Regions from separate parts of the Mus musculus genome. Here region 1 is linked to region 2. Evidence: chromatin contacts called from public HiChIP or PLAC-seq data. All regions are on one chromosome and are shown on one strand. Each heading gives the region's core, a stretch centred on a gene start, on an enhancer-like site or on the middle of the called end of the contact. The rest is flanking DNA. Distances are from core to core; before and after follow the strand shown.

Evidence for each region. HiChIP or PLAC-seq counts read pairs in DNA pulled down with a chosen protein or histone mark.
Region 1: a contact with region 2 is called in a FOXA1 HiChIP or PLAC-seq map of pancreatic cancer cells. The contact joins the enhancer-like site here to the promoter of Abcf1 in region 2. A contact is called at or near these places in 2 of 39 promoter capture datasets (cranial neural crest and pre-B cells), 2 of 484 Hi-C or Micro-C datasets (both in embryonic stem cells), 2 of 115 datasets of contacts at active chromatin or transcription factors (the SCID.adh cell line and pancreatic cancer cells) and 2 of 9 other capture datasets (adipose tissue and liver).

The regions. Positions count from the first base shown.
Region 1 is chr17:36,235,698-36,239,583 of GRCm38.p6, reverse strand. No RefSeq gene overlaps it. Among named protein-coding and RNA genes, the nearest start is that of Rpp21, 20 kb to the left of the region's middle. Within about 2 kb of position 2,108, at least 65 of the 459 cell types and tissues checked have an H3K27ac peak or open chromatin away from gene starts, as enhancers often do. A contact at or near this core is called in the SCID.adh cell line and pancreatic cancer cells, where this site is marked.
Region 2 is chr17:35,968,223-35,971,852 of GRCm38.p6, reverse strand. Abcf1 (ATP-binding cassette, sub-family F (GCN20), member 1) reads left to right here and starts at 2,103. Exons shown (of 23, transcript NM_013854.1): 1 at 2,103-2,207. The coding sequence starts at 2,135. Gm32655 (a long non-coding RNA gene) reads right to left here and starts at 2,068. Exons shown (of 2, transcript XR_385568.4): 1 at 1,848-2,068.

The DNA of each region.
Region 1 (3,886 bases), core at 859-3,358, 270 kb before region 2:
TAAATCTTTTTAAAAAAATTTTCAAAATTGGATGTGTAAAAAACTGATTATGCAGGCTGGAGAAATAGCTCAGCAGTCAAGAGCTCTGATGGCTCTTTCAGAGGTCCTGAGTTCAATTCGCAGCAATCACATGGTGGCTTACAACCATCTGTAATGGGATAATGGGAACTGATGCCATTTTCTGGTGTGTCTGAAGAGAATGACAGCATAATCACGTACATTTAATTAATTAATTAATTAATTAATTAATTAATACTGTTAAAAAATCTGGTTATGCCAAATGGTGGCAGCACACACTTTTAATCTTAGCACATGGAAAGCAGAAGCAGGTAGATTTCTGAGTTTAGGCCAACCTGGTCTACAGAGCAAGTTCCACAACACCAGGGCTACATAGAGAAACTGTCTCTAAAGACAAAACAAAAATAAGGAAGCAAGCACACACACACACTCACATACAAACTGGTTATGAGAAATAGAATACTTGAGTAAACTAGATTAAATGTGCAATACACTTGCATGGCAGGATGTCTCCGGGTCCAAGTAGTTCCCTTGGATGGAGCACAGTCACACCGAAGTAAGTTGTGTGCTAGCCTCATTACAGGTTGCATGGGGACTGCAACCTGCTGCTTCTGCCTCTGGCTGTGTAGACCTGACTAGGAAAACACTCCTTATCTACATGGAAGATGAGTTCCTCCTGATGTCTCACTTGTCGGGGATGGATTCCCTTGCCCTATGGAAGATTTCAAAGTCTGCACCCACATCCTAAATGTCTCGAACAACAGAGATGCAGATAGCAATTACTTTTCACTCTGTGCCTCCCAAACTGGCAGACATATGAGGGTGCTATGAACAAGGGAACCTTGTACATAGCCTACCACCTGACTGGGTATGGGACCTGCATGTTAGTTCATTTGGCCACGCCATTTCTCATGGCATTCAATTCTTCCACTTAATAAAAGCAAATTCCAAGGTTCATACCTCAACTGTCCATGTTCAAAGGAAGCTTTCAGATAAGCTGCCTTCACATTCAACACCTTTGGAAAGCTCTTCTGCATACAATCTTATGAAAAATGACTTCAGTAGGACTCTAACTTAATGCTTTTATTGATTATTTGAAAATTTCACATGATGTATCCCAATCCCATTCACATCCCAGTCCCCCAAGTTGGCCCTCCCTTATACTCTCCCCCCCCCCCACACCAAAAAAGGAAAAATACCAAGTTTAATTCGTGTTGCCCATATACTTACTGAAGCGTTGTCAAACTCCCAGTGGCCAGCCTCTTAAAGATACCTGGTTCCTTCCTCACCCCGCCCCTGACAGAAGCCATCAGCTGTGTCAGGTCAGCATCCTTATCACAATTTTTAAAAGTTCTCTTCAGTGGCTTTTCTTTTTCTTTTTCTTTTTCTTTTCTTTCTTTCTTTTTCTTTTTCTTTTCTTTTCTTTTCCTTTTCTTCCTTCCTTCCTTCCTTCCTTCCTTCCTTCCTTCCTTCCTTCCTTCCTCCCTCCCTCCCTCCCTCCCTCCCTCCCTCCCTCTCTCTCTCTCTCTTTCTTTCTTTCTCTGTGGGCGATAAGGAAGAGGTTCTCACAGAAGCGTTCTATGTCTCTCATTCTCAGACTGAAATCATACATACCCTGGCCTTTATAGTCAGCAGCACGCCCTTAGGGCTTCAGCCTGGCAGTTTCTGGCTTCAGTATGGACCACAGTGTGGCACTCAGCAGCACGCATTTGGGACTTCCGCGGTTGCGGGCACTAGTTATAAAGTCCACCCAGATCCGCAGGAATCAAACCCGCCCTTAAAGTCTAGATCTGCCTGATGGCGCTCTGCGGGTTTCTCCTATGGCTGGCAGGCGTTCTAGCCCCCGCCACAGTCCTGAGCTGGTGACTGCGGTGTCCTGAGGGAATTGGCCTCTGCGGGGAGGAGCGGGTGGGTGGAGTGGGGCTCCACTGGGGAAGCCCCGCCCCTGCATCGCCAGCTGAACCTTCCGTCTCTTCTCCACCCGGGTCCCAAACCCTAAGCCCTGCTCCCCTCCTGGCCAGAGCACCGTCCTGGAGTCCTGGGAGGACGTCGGAGTTTCACCGCCCGCCATCCACAGGCTCACACTAGCTGTGGTATTCCCTCATCGCCGCCTCCGGACCCGCCTGGGCCTCAGGGAGCCCGGTATCATGGAACTCAGTTTAGTGAACCACAAGGAATTCCTGCCATTTGATAAAAATGCCCTGGCCCCAAGCCATGTGGCTAGAGCAGGAGGGGATGGAGTACCAAGAGCAAGAGACACAGAGAGCCAAGAATGAGGAGCAGATTTTCCAAGTGAACCCTGCTCTTAGCTACTACAACCAGCCCTTTATAGTAAGCAGCACGCATTTTGGACTTCTACAAGGCTTCTGGCTCAGCATGGACCACAGCATCTCAGTCTGTCCTAAGTTTTATCTTCTCCCCTAAAGATTTATTTATTTTATGTATATGAGTACATTGTACATTGTAGCTGTCTTCAGACCAGAAGAGGGCATCAGATTCCATTACGAATGGTTGTGAGCCATGTGGTTGCTGAGATTTGAACTCAGGACCATAGGAACAGTGGTCAGTGCTCTTAACCACTGAGCCATCTCTCCAGCCCCCGTGAGTTCACATTTTTAAAGCATCTTTCCAGGGATCGGCTCTTCTCTGATATTTCCAGGAAGACTTCAGGCTCTGCTGATTCCTCTGCTGCCTCCTCCGCCTGGGAGCCTCCATGGAACTCTCAGGCTCCTCAGAGCTACTCCTCAGGCTGCAGGCAGGAAAAGTTTGGGTGGACCTACTTGAAGCTCAGGATCTGAGCCCAAGTTAATTTGTCAAAGAGATGGTGGCTCCCTTTACAAAGCTCCTATGTGCTTGTTCCTTATGCAGGAGTCTGATGGAAACAACCTGCTACTTACAGTTTCCTTAACCCACTACTATCCAGATGTTGGCAGCACACACTTTTAATCTCAGCACTTGGAAAGCAGAAGCAGGTAGATTTCTGAGTTTAGGCCAACCTGGTCTACAGAGCAAGTTCCACAACACCCAGGGCTACATAGAGAAACTGTCTCTAAAAACAAAACAAAAATACCATGACTCTGGTACATGGTCCAGCCAGTTCTACAATTGCATTTGACCTTATGTTAACTTCATATTTAACCACTTATTGATTTGTATTAATCTTAATGTAAATTTTGTTCTTGTTAACTTTGTCTCTTAATGTTTCTGACACGGTTGTACAGTTATCACCACCTGACTCATGTTCTGTATCTTCACCATCTATTAGGTTATTTTGTGTCCCCATAGATGGACCCCCTACTGAGGTACACGAACTACTTCTTCTACATAGTGGGTTTTGTCATCTTGAAAGAGTTACAGCCTGCCTCAGTCCCTGACTGGAGATCTCTGAAAGGGAGCCATACACATCAAATAATAAAAACAATATAGAGAGCCATCAAGAAAGGCAGTCGCTCTAACACGGGAGGACCTGAGTTTGATCCCAGGGATCCACAGGTAAGAAGACGCAGGTCTCTTGAAATTTATTCTGAGGCTGTCACAGTACTTGGCGGAATACATGAACACACACACAAACACACACTCCCTACACACAAACATATCACCACTACCACCAGGACCATCACCAACACAAACAAACAAAGACACAAAGCACACCAGCTTTTGTTCCACATGTGACTTTTTTTTTTTGGGGGGGGGGGGGGGGTTTGAGACAGGATTTTTCTGTATTGCCCTGGCTGTCCTGGAACTCACTTTGTAGACCAGGCTGACCTCGAACTCAGAAATCCCCCTGCCTCTGTGTTGTGTCCGGCCAGCAGACCACAACCTGGGTTCTAGCCTGGAAAGGCATTTTGGAAACCTGGAAGAGAAGAGG
Region 2 (3,630 bases), core at 854-3,353:
AATATTTTGCCTCCCTGTATATATGCGTACTGTGTGTGCCTGCTACCTCTGGAGGTCAGAAGAATGCATCAGAGTCACTGGGTTGTTGTGAGCCACCATGTGGGTTATGTATAGCAGCAACATGTGCTCTTACACACTGAGCCATGTCTCCAGAAATGGAGACTTTCTATGCTTCGACAGTAGCATAGGCTCTCATAGTGAAGTTGAAGAAAAGCAAATGTTTAGAAACAGTCAAAATGAAAGCATTTGGGTCAGAGAGAGCTCTGTTTTAAAAGCATTTGCTCTTGAAGAGCCTGAGTTTGCTATCCAGGACACAGGGCAGCTTACAGCTGCTTGTGACTCCAGTGCTTGGGTTTTTGGGGACCTCTTTTGCCCTCCTGGGGCACCAGGCACTTACCCAGTGCACATAAGCCAGCAAACCTTTAGAAGTAATTTTTTTAAAAAAGACTTTCAAAGATTAAGCTCCCATGTATATCGAAGTTAGAACCCCAGGGGCAGAGGCACCAGCATAAGATGGAGGAAGAGCAGTCCACTGGAGAAAAAGTCTGTGGAGAAATGGAGGGAAAGTGACCACCTATGTCAGATGTGTTAGGACATGGCTTCTGATCTGGTTATCCTGGAAAATGAATTGGGACAGAAGCATCATGAGAGCTGGGAATGTAGTTCAGTGGGTAGGACATTTGCCTAGTATGTGTGACACTGCCTTAGGTTCCATTCTTGGACCATATAAATAAACCAGGCACATTAACACAGGTGTGTAATCTCAGAGCTCAGGAGGGAGACAAGAAAATGGGAAATTGAGTATCATTGGCTACTTAGAGGACTTGAGGCAAGACTGGACTACATAAGGAAAAGAAGAGCATGACTGAAGACAGGAGCTGCCCCAGGTGTGGAAACCCTCATCCAAACCCCCATGCCTGTCAGTCATTAGCGTTAAAGCCAGCCATCTCTTGATTGTGGTTTGAAAGGTATATGCTTCCTGGGAGGCAGAGGCAGGTAGATCTCTGAATTCATGGCCAGCCTGGTCTACACAATGATTTCCAAGACAGCCAGGGCTACCCAGAGAAACCCTGTCTCAAAAAAAAGGGGGGGGGGGCTTGTTTGTCAAAACTTACAACTGCTCATTGCTTGCCATTTTATGTGCAATTACAGTAGGTCAATTAGGACAAAATTATCACACACACACAAAACTCCAGGTTCCATTGCATAATAGTTATTGGGGTGGAGTTCCTTGGTTATATCTGTACACCTGGATATTTATTGACATGTCAACCAAGGGCGAGTAAGGTTACACTTTCCTAAGCCGACTGGCTGTGGTGTCTTTAAATACAGTTTACAGTACGTAGGATTAGAAAAAAATAGGATTAGAAGTAGTGAAGAATGACTGAAGAGGTGTACTGTTTTAAATAAAGTGGCCAGTCAGGCATAATAGTACAGACTTGTAATCCTGGCTCTCCCAGAGGCAGAAAAGCAGGCGGAATTCTAGGAGTTCCAGGCCAACCAAGACTACATTGTGAGTTTCAGAGCAGCCTAAGACTACACAGTGAGTCCCTGGTTAAACAACAAAAAGGATTCAGAACAGGGTGTGTCGACAAACCTCAGCACTCCTACCAGGCAGTGGTGGCGCACACCTTATTAATCCCAGCACTTAGGAGGCAGGGGCAGGCGGATTTCTGAGTTAGAGGCCAGCCAGTGTTACACAGAGAACCTTGTCTGCAAAACAAAACAAAACTCAGCACTCCGGAGCCAAAGGCAAACGCCTCTCTGGGTTGGAGGTCAACCTCAGCTACACAGCGAGTTCCAGACACCAGCTAGGATGACACAATCAGATGTCTACTTCTGCCTACCTGGAAATTACCATGTCCTTCTTTGAGTGTCACCGCGTCGCAGCATCAGCTGCTTAGGCGTTGGGACGGTCATGACGCGCTGCCCACTCCAGTCAAGTAGGTGACGTCTCTGGCCACACCCCCAAAGCCGCAATGCCGCCACGCCCCTTTGCCCCACGTGTCTGCGCAGCAGACCCTCCGCGGGTCGGGGCGGAGCCTACATGGAGAGCCCGCCCACTGGCCGGCCCACATCGCCGGAAGCGGAAACGGCGCCGGGCGCCGCTGGAGGACTCTTAACTGCCGCCGCGATGCCGAAGGGTCCCAAGCAACAGCCGCCCGAGCCCGAGTGGATCGGGGACGGCGAGGGCACGAGCCCCGCGGGTGAGTGGGGAAGGAGGCAGGAGTGGCGGGGACGGCGGCGGCCTCCATGGAGCGTGGGTCCTGCGCATGTGCGCCGGGGCAGAGGCCGCGTGCCCCGGGCCGTCCTAGAGCCCAGAGAGGCGGACGGGAGACGGGAAGACCATATGTCACCGAGGGAGGGACGGCAGGACAGGAACTAGAATTGTTGACTTCTTTCCTACCGCGGTGAGGGAGCGTGCCTTGAATCGTGTGGTGCGCTCCCAACTGCACTTGCCTCCCTCCCAGAGAACAACAGCTCCTTCGTGGACTCCAAAGGCTCGGTCCCGCTGGACTGCACTAGGTGCTGTCTTTATGTCAAGGGCTAGGATCAAGGTTTACTTTAATACTCATGCGATGTGCTTTGTGCGTGGTATAAAGGTCTCTTTTTTTTAAGACGTTCTCTCAGCCAAGCCTTGGGGGAACACGCCTTTGATCCCAGCATCAGGAAGCCGAGGAAGGCGGATCTAAGTGAGTTCGAGGCCAGCCTGGTCTACAAGGCGAGTTCCCTGACAGCGAGGCCTACACAGAGAAGCCCTGCCTCGAAGAAAACAAGATCACTCTACATAGCCCTAGCTGTCCCAGAACTCACTCAGTAGACCATGCTACCCTCCAAGGCACAGAAATCTGCTTGCTTCTGCTTCCCAGGTGCTGGGATTAAAGGTGTGTGCCAGGATAGATTTAGGAACACTAGGCTCTGGCAGTGACTTTTGTAAGAAGTGTCAAAGAAATAGTAAGGAAGTGAAGACTGAAGAGTTGCTGTCAATCAAGTGCCTGGTGCAGAACTAAAGACTGGGCAGATAAAAGGGTACAGAAGGATGTCACTCTATTAATCAAAGTGCAGTTTAAGGAGTGGGTAGTGAGCTGGGCAGTGGTGGTGCACGCACGCCTTTAATCCAAGCACTTGGAAGGCAGAGGCAGGCAGATTTCTGAGTTCCAGGACAGCCAGGGCTACACAGAGACACCCTATCTCGAAAAAGAAAACAAAACAAAATAAGAGAGTGGGTAGTGGACCATTAGTAGGTAGTAGTGCTTGAGAAATACCTTTAATTAAAAGGTGTTTTGTTCTTTGAGGTGGGATTTCACTATGCAGCCTGACTAGTCTGGGACTCACTATGTAGATCAGGCTGGCCTGGAACTCATAAAGATCCATGTGAGTCTGCCAATTGAATGTTGGTGTTACAGATGTGCACCAACATTCCTAGCTGGAAAGAAAACAAACAAACAAAAAATTAGTATTTTATGTGTATGGGTGCTTTGCCTTTGTACTGCACACATTCAGTGCCTTTGAAAGTCAGAAGAGGGCGTTGGGTATCCTGGACCTGGAGTTTCAGGGAGGCTTGTTAGCTAGGCTTAGAACCCAGGTCCTCTGGAAGAGCAGCCAGTGCTCTTTTTTTTTTTTCTTCTT